2 separate regions of the Rattus norvegicus genome follow, and region 1 is linked to region 2. Evidence: chromatin contacts called from public Hi-C data. All regions are on one chromosome and are shown on one strand. The core of a region is the stretch at or near the end of the contact, and the rest is flanking DNA. Distances in the headings are between cores, read along the strand shown.

What was found. A called contact is a pair of places that touch in the nucleus more often than the background predicts.
Region 1: a Hi-C map of mammary epithelial cells shows a contact between it and region 2, with 18 times the contacts expected there. The contact joins the enhancer-like site here to the promoter of Uhmk1 in region 2. A contact is called at or near these places in 3 of 12 Hi-C or Micro-C datasets (hepatocytes, mammary epithelial cells and psoas muscle).

Annotation. Positions count from the first base shown.
Region 1 is chr13:84,994,106-84,998,358 of GRCr8, forward strand. Sh2d1b2 (SH2 domain containing 1B2) reads left to right here. Exons shown (of 4, transcript NM_001421320.1): 4 at 1-171. Among named protein-coding and RNA genes, the nearest start is that of Sh2d1b, 22 kb to the right of the region's middle. Within about 2 kb of position 2,981, at least 90 of the 93 cell types and tissues checked have an H3K27ac peak or open chromatin away from gene starts, as enhancers often do. A contact at or near this core is called in hepatocytes, where this site is marked.
Region 2 is chr13:84,946,888-84,951,317 of GRCr8, forward strand. It overlaps Uhmk1 (U2AF homology motif kinase 1), which reads right to left and starts at 2,174. Exons shown (of 8, transcript NM_017293.2): 1 at 1,746-2,174. The coding sequence starts at 2,013. LOC130014439 (a long non-coding RNA gene) reads left to right here and starts at 2,257. Exons shown (of 4, transcript NR_185294.1): 1 at 2,257-2,383.

The DNA of each region.
Region 1 (4,253 bases), core at 1,731-4,230, 48 kb after region 2:
GGTTTATTGTGCTACCTTTCTGTGTTTACTAAGATTGTCACAGCTCTTACATCTTCACTGTGTTATAGAGTTTAGTCACAAAGATGAATGAAATAAGTATCAAACTATCCTTTGCATGGTTTAACATGATGAATTGTATTTTAATAAATGATTAGATTTAATGAGTTAATATATATGACTTCTACATGAAAAGTCACAAATCCGTACTTATTGCTTTTCCTGTTACTGGAAGGACAAAATATCTGACAGAATGAACCTAAAAGGAAAAGGGACTATATCAGTTCATGACTCCAGAAGTTTACTTCATCAAATGATGTGGCAATGGGAAGGTGTCACGATGCCAGTGACTTGGAAAATGGGAGCAGAACCAAAGTTGGGCAATGCCCCTCAAAGACTCCACCAGCTAGCATCTCCAACCTTCCAGAATAGTACTACCAACTGGGGACCAGGTGTTCAACACATGAGCCTGGGGCTGGAGAGATGGCTCAGTGCTTAAAGTCACTGGCTACTCTTTCAGAGGACCAGCGTTCAATTCCCAGCACTCATGCAACAGCTCAGAAGTATATTTTAGTTCCCAGGAATTCAATTCCTTCTTTTGGCCTTTATGGGCAGTATACATGCACGTGATATGCAGACATGCATGACAGAAAAATCACTCATACATATAAAAATTATTTTAAAAAAATAAGGCAGATCAACAAAACACATGAGCCCATGGGAATGTTTCAAATCCAAGCCATTATACAGCAAGTAAATGAATGAAAGCCTTTCACCTTTTCCTAGATGATCCTTTGAGCCTTTGATGGAGAGAAGCATTTTGTCACCAATTACATCATAAAAATTGGTTTATTATATTATTTTACCAGTGTTGACTTTTTGGTTTTGCAGTGATTTTTTTCCACTGTTTTTCACTAGTGGTTGCCATCTCATTTTCATTGACATGGTATCCTTTTTATTATTTAATGCTCCTTTTGCAACTACAAACATACCTCCTTCATTACTGTGTAATTTCTATCTTTTTTTTATATTGATCAATTCTATCTTGGGCATTTCAAAGCTAGTTCATTTATATTCATTTCGAGTCATGGTCTTGCTCAGGCTGGCCTCAGACCACGGCACTCCTCACTGTCCTTTTGTTTTCCTTTTCCCTCCTTTTCTGCTATGGATTGAGAAGACTGAGTTTAGTGCTTTAAATATGAAAGCTCTATTGAAGTGTTTTGGGTTACCCAATAGTCATTATGGCCCATGTTTCTGTTTTTTTTCTACAGTACTGTAAGTATATCAATTGCAACAATTTAGCAAATCCTCATTTTCTGTGTGACCATCACTAATCCCATGTGGTTTTCTGACATTATCTAAAATTCAGTCCACTCTTTCTGTGTCCTTTTTCAGTTAAATGACAATAAACCTCCGAGCCAATTACCCATCCTTTCTTCTTAAGCATCTCAAAGTACAGAGTACCCTCTTGACTTATTAGTATTCTTACTAACATGTTTACTGCAAGGGAATTTTTGTATTGTGGCAAATTTTTAGTGCCATCGTTAAAGCTGAACTTTTGAGTGGTAAACTTTCTTTAGTCCTAAATGCTTTCTAATGTCTTTTAGACTTTATAGTTTGTATACATGATAGTTGACTAAATAGCAAATAGTAGATTCAACGCTCACAATGTAAAAATGCTAAGTCACTATCTTCAGTCCCTTTAACTTTGTGCATACACATCTTACTGAGAAAACATATTAACTGTATGTATTCTCCTTTATAGCTGATTATTTTTCCTCAACTGTAAAAGGTTTTTCTCTATAATATTACATTTCTATGGATTCTGACCAATTATAAGCTGATTATTATCATTCCTCCCTCCACTGCCTCTCTCTGTAACTCCATGCATCATTTGAGTCTCAGGATCCACACATTTGGAACCTCAATCACTATGTAGCTGACTGAGGCTGTAGTGGAACTTCCTAAGAAGAGTGAGCTGGCCTCAAATTCCAGATTTCCTCACACAGGGATTATAGGACTGCATGATCATTCCAGCTACTACAATTTAATTAAGATTTTCTTCTCTATCATTTTCTCTCTTCGTCTGGAATGCCTAGTTAAGAAGTGTCACCTCTTTTTATTTTTTTTCCCCAGAAACTTTCCGTGGAAGAATCTTAGCATATACGTTAGCTACTCCAGACAGAGGGCAGCATTTAGAAATGCCGTTTTGTAACCATGGTAGCTGCAAACCCTGACCCATTTCCTAGGCAGGTATTTGCCAGAGTTGATTATTTGCCCAGTTGAAAGCTTAAACTCCAGGGTCGATAACTAGTGAAATGTATGAAGCAGGTTCCTTGAGTTTGTAACAGAAGTGCTCCTGCCTCTTGAAGCAAACAGGCTTTACTAAGCATTTAATATGTGATAATCACCTCTGCCTTACACCTCAGAGCTGCAAAGTAAAGGCAAATTGAAAAGCGATCTGCATCGCGTGATAAGTAGCTAGGCCCGATCCTCTCCTCCCACCTAAAGAACCAAAGACCCGGGGCCAGGCAGAGGACGCACAGGCTTGGGACAGCCACTATTACCGATGTTCCTGTGAGCCTGCAACTGCTCCAGCACTGCCCTCTCTTTGCGGAAACCATGTTCCGCGACCCAGGCCACAGCCCCGGTGGTTCCTGGAGGAGGCAGGAACTACTTAAGGGCGCCAGGGGGCGAGCACGGGGTGCCGAAGCAGCGTACACGGAACACCGAGGCCGAGCCGCTACCCAAGCGGCTCTGTACCTGCCACAGCCGCCCGAAGGCCTCCAGAAAACGCGGCGGCTCGGCGCCCCAAGTCCAGCCGGACCCCGCCATGGTGCAGGCTGGGGAGAGGACAAGCGAGCCGACACGCCACGCCAGGTAGGCTCCAGGCACTGACTTTAACGTCCCCGCCCTGACCCGTCGCTCCGCAGGGCGTGGCCTGCAGCGCACCCACCTACTCCTGGGACCTCAAGTCGCCATGACACCGGAAGTGAGGGTGCACTCAGACCCCAGCAGCCGGAAGTGGGGGAAAGCCAATCCTACAGCCTGAAGGAGGCGGGCCTAAGGGAGCGGGATGGCGGGGGGAGGGGGGGGGCGGCCTCGAAGGGGAAAATTTGTTTAAACAAAAGAAAACAAAAACAAAAACAAAAACAAAAAGGACTGTGAGATAATAAACTTATTAGAGATGGGCGTGTAGCACAACAGTACATTGCTTGCCTTGCATAGGCAAGAAAGGCCCTGGATCCAGCAACACATAAGGTGATTATTTTTTTGTTTTATTTATCTTATTTTTAAAGATTTATTATATTTGTATTTGTATGTTTCTGTTGAAGGGACTGAGGTAGCAGAATAAACTCCATTTTGCTTTTTAAGACTATATTATAAGTTAATTTGCCCTTAAGGAGACTCGAGGTCTGAGAAAAAAAAAATCACAAAATGTCCCTGGCAATAGCAAAATAGACACAGCGACTGCAGCTAGCTGATAACAACAAAGTGGGCTAAGAAAACATAAGCCTTTCCGAGGTCAAGATGCTCCTTTTTTGATGTATGCTCCCTCCTTGTGGTTTACCAAGTCTGGGAAACCCCCGCTTGTATCCTTTTCCTTTATAAATCCCCTTTACCTAGACCTGGGGGGGGGGGGGGTCACTCTTCTATCCTGTTGCATCAGGAAGGTTTGTGACCCAAGCTTGAGCTTGAATAAAGAATCTAATATGGTTGCATTGGAGTTGTGGTTCCTGGTGGTCTCTTTGGGGTTTTTGCACTCTGGGCACAACATTGTGTTTATGCCACATGTGTGGTAAAACTCAGAAGAAGGTGTCATATCATCTGTGCTGAAGTTACAGGTCATTGTAAGCTGCTTGGTTTGAGTAATGGGACGTACTGCACTAAGGAAAATCAGTATATGCTCTTAACTGCCGAAGCTCTCGGCAGCTACTATCTTATTTTCTTTTTTTATTACCTGCTATGACAAGGCCAAAGCTACAGGTTTTCATATCTACCTGATACCTACCATCACTATCACCCTTTCTAATTTAATCCTAAATTTCTTTGGAATAGTGATGTGTGCAGAAAAAGCACCTGTTTTCTCTCAGGGCTGGTTGTGACCACGCCCACAGGTCTAGTCAATGAGACCTTCCTGCCTAACTGACAAGGATTTGTTGGAAAGTTTTGCTTCACTCATTTGAGTGTTGTGTTTCCTTCTATGCCACGTCATTTCTCCTTCTTAAATATATATATATATATATATATATATA
Region 2 (4,430 bases), core at 924-3,423:
TCCTCCCTTAAGAGTTAATCCAGTTGGGTGGGTCAATGACCTGTCTAAGGGCCTAACATGCTAAAGAGGTAAGCATTGTCTATGCGTTTCCCAAACACTTTCTGTAAGGCTCCTCTTCAGGCCTTCTGGTTGCCTGACCACTCCCCACGGCTCCTTCAAGTTGCTTACCACTAGCAGCACAGCGTTTTCTTTATTTTCTTTTTCCTCCCCAGAGCAGCTGCTGAGGTTTTTCTTTTAAAGTCTAATGAAAACTTCCTCAAGCATTTCCCCAGTGTCATTTGGCCCAAATCACCAGAAATACTGGGGACTCAACTCAGGTCTTCTGCAAGACCAGCAAAGGCTCTTGAATCACTGAGACACATTCACACAACCCCACCCCACAGAGCAGAATCACAATGATAAGCAAGAAACCTCACTATTTTTCCAGTGAGCACTATCTTTGGACAGGTGGGTTATTTAAATAAAATAAGGCATGGCCAATATATGGCGCAAGGTGTTTCACCAAGAACTCAACACTCAGTGGTGGGTGAATATGCCCTTAAGGCATCAAAATAAAATTATTTTTAAAATGTATAATATTAAGTAACCCTTAAAAAGCGAATTGAAGGGGCTGGAGAGATAGCTCTGCTCTTCCAGAGGGCCTGAGTTCAATCTCCAGTAAGCACATGGTGGCTCACAACCATCTCTAATGGGGTCTGATGCCCTCTTCTGGTGTGTCTGAAGACAGCTACAGTGTACTCACATACATTAAATAAATAAATCTTTAAATATTAAATAAATAAATATGCACACACATAGATTACAGATAAAATTCTAATATAAGGGGTTGGGGATTTAGCTCAGTGGTAGAGCACTTGCCTAGCAAGCGCAAGACCCTGGGTTCGGTCCCCAGCTCCAAAAAAAAAAAAAAAAAAAAAAAAAATCTAATATAATCAAGTACTGAGGCTTGCAAAAAATGCCCGTCAAACACCAAAGTTACAGTGATATACCACTTAGTAAGATTAAGGAAAAAAAGAAAAAAGAAAAACAACACTAGCGTTAGGACATTCTTCTGCCTATCAGTATTATTGAAAGAAAAAAAAAAAAAGACTTTCTTCAAGCTACACATGGGTTCTATTTGCCAAGATCTATGGCGTTTCTTTACTAACCAAAGTTATAACCGCTTACAAGTTCTCCGTTTGTAAGGGGAATAACAACGAAGACTAGTTTCATCTATCAGTGGCCCAAACATGCTCACATTCTAAATCTCTGAGTCATGAAAGTCTTACTGAAGCAAATGTACTGCTCCTAAATATCACACTTCCAGAACTTCCACGTAATACCGGGTTCCCTCTCCCAAATTCACACGAAATATGTATCTTGTGAGTTGTTAGTAGTATGTCATTAGATGACAATGATGCCATCGCCCTAGGAATATTTTCCATTTGGAAAAGATGCAGAATTTTCCACTCAAGACATAACAACCTAGCAGACTCATGCCTTTCACTGCAGAGACATTTCTAACTCCCGGACGAAACATAAGCAAACCGTACTTGACTAAGCATTTGCTACGTAACAATCACCTCCACCGTATACCTCAGACAACTGCGGAGTAAAAGCAGGTTGAAAAGCGATCTGCATAGCCTGATAACTAGCGAGGCCCGATCCTCTCCTCCCACCTAAAGGACCAAAGACCCGGGGCCAGGAAGAGAACGCTTATGCTTGGACAGGGTCTTGGGGAGGAGATGAGGGGCAGCCACTATTACCGATGTTCCTGTGACCCTGCAACTGCTCCAGCGCTGCCCTCTCTTTTCGGAAACCATACTCCGCAGCCGAGGCGGCAGCCCCGGTGGTTCCCGGAGGCAGGAACTGCTTGAGGGCGCCGGGGGGCGAGCCTGGAGTGCCGCAGCAGCGCACCCGGTACACCGAGGCCGAGGAGCCGCTGCCTAGGCGGCTCTGTACCTGCCACAGCCGCCCGAAGGCCTCCAGGAAGCGCGGCGGCTCGGCGCCCCACGCGCAGCCGGACCCGGCCATGGTGCGGGCTGGGGCGAGGACACGCGAGCCGACACGATGCGCCAGGCAGGCCCGCGGCGCCCGCCGTCACATCCCCGCCCGGACCCGCGGCTCCGCAGGGAGGGGCCTGCAGCGCCCGCACCGACTCCCGGGACCTCAGGCTGCCATGACACCGGAAGCGGGAGTGCTCAGACCAGCGGCCGGAAGTGGGAGAAAGCCAATCCCACAGGCTGAAGGGGGAGGAGCAAATTGGGGCGGGACCTCCAGGGGGAAATTTTTGTTTAGCTAAGGACTAAGAAATATTAAACTTAATTATTAGATATGGGAGTGTAGCACAGTAAGTGCTTGTCTTACATGCGCAAGGAAGGCCCTGGATCCAGCAACACATACGGTGATTATTGTTTGTTGTTGTTTTATTTATCTTATTTTTAAAAGATTTATTATATTTGTATTCATATGTTTAAGTCAGAAGAAGGATAATAGCCTCTGGTGCTGAAGTTAGAGGAGATTGTGAGCTGCCGGGTTTAGATGATGGGAACCAAAGTCCTCTCAAGGGGAAGACACTTAGCCACTGAACTGTCTCTTCAGCAGCTATCTTATTTTTTATTACCTATTGTTACAAGCCCAAAGCTTTCACGTCTTCCTGATATCCATCATTACTCCTCCCTTTCTAATATAACCCTGACCTTCTTTGGGACAGTGATAAACACAGAAGAAATACCTGATCTCTCTTTGAGGTGGTTGCAACCACTCCTACAGGTCTAGTCGATGAGACCTTCCTGCATAACTGACAAGGATGTGTTGGAAAATCTTGCTTGACTCACATAGATGCCGTGTTTTCTTTTCTGTTACTTTCTATCTCTTGCTTAAAAAAAAAATAAGTATAAAGCTAAAGACAGATTAGTCGGGGGCTGGAGAGATGGCTCAGCAGTTAAGAGCACTGGCTGCTCTTCAGGTCGGGGTTCAATTCCCAGCATCCACATGGTAGCTCACAAGTGTCTATAACTCAAGTTCCAGAGGATCTGACATTCTTACACAAACATGCAGGCAAAATATCAGTGTACATAGAAATAAGTAAATCTTACAAAACAAAAACAAAAAAATTAAATAAAGACAGATTAGTCACCTTATGTCCACGAAGCAACTGACAGAATAAAACCCAGATACAAATATTGGAATATAGACCTGTTGGATCAAAAAATCCAAAGTACATTGTCTTGGATATAGAAACATTCCTTTCTCCAATCAATAACACAGGGTTCTGCCAATTTCGATGGGGCTTTTATCGTTGTGATCTATGTGTTTGTTTTGCCTTTCAGCATTTCATAGTTTTCAGAATGGGGAAAGAAACCAAAGAAGCACAACTCTGATTCTGCTGAAGATTAGACCCATAATCATACTCAGTTTCCTAGTCTTACCACATTAGCTAGTGCTTAGCTAGCCATTTGACCCTAGTTAGCCCCAGACAAGCTGGAAAATCCATGTAAAATTTGATTACTTATGGAAGATGAGGGAACAGTTGTTTAGGGACAAAAACAAGTCTACCTCACTCATGACCCAGCAGAAATGCAGACGGCTTCTGGGTCCTTGACCGCTTGGTAGAAATCCACTGTGCTTCCTGGAACTGTCCTCCAGATGTCTTGCTGTGGGTGCAGGGAGGCAAGGAACCTATTTGATTTAAACATCTTAATGTTTTAAAAACAGAACAGAGTTTTTATGCAGATAAATATGCACAGTGTAGCATTCACCACATTATTCATGTTTAAGTCTGTAGGTGAGTACTGTAAAGTGCATTGACCTTGTGCAAACATTATCAACAAACCTCTGTAGAACATGTCCCATCCACCTTGCAGAAATGAATCCCTCTGCCCATTAAACAAGCCACCAACCCCTTTTTCCTTCAGCCCCTGACAATCTACCATTTCATTTTGGTTCTTATAGTCATAGGCCTTTTTAAGTCTACTTGTTATCCTGTGTCAACACAAGTGGTCATACAAATCACCATCCACATACCAACCACTCAGATTCACACAGATAACCTCTTGATGACTGAATACAAATGGCAACCCATAACCCAAGAATCACTACGTGACCAAATGATGTGAGATGAAGAGGGAGTGGGCCTTGACCTTGGCCTCCACCGTGTTCCAATTTCAGAAGGAAGTAGCCAGAATGGAAGTTGGCAACTGTGAATCACTAGGGCCCCATCTCCTTCTACTAGCTTTGCTATGGAGTCTTTTATTTAAGCAAGCAGTGTGTAATTTTATTTAGGCAAACAGTATGGAATGTTAGATCACAGAAGCTAATTTGGTAAAGGGATTAGCCATGGCTTAGATCCTATCTTGTACACAAACACAGACACACACACACACAGCTGCTAAATTCTTAGCATGTAGAAAGCTAAAGATGAGGTGATACTATTGAACTAACTTTCCGAA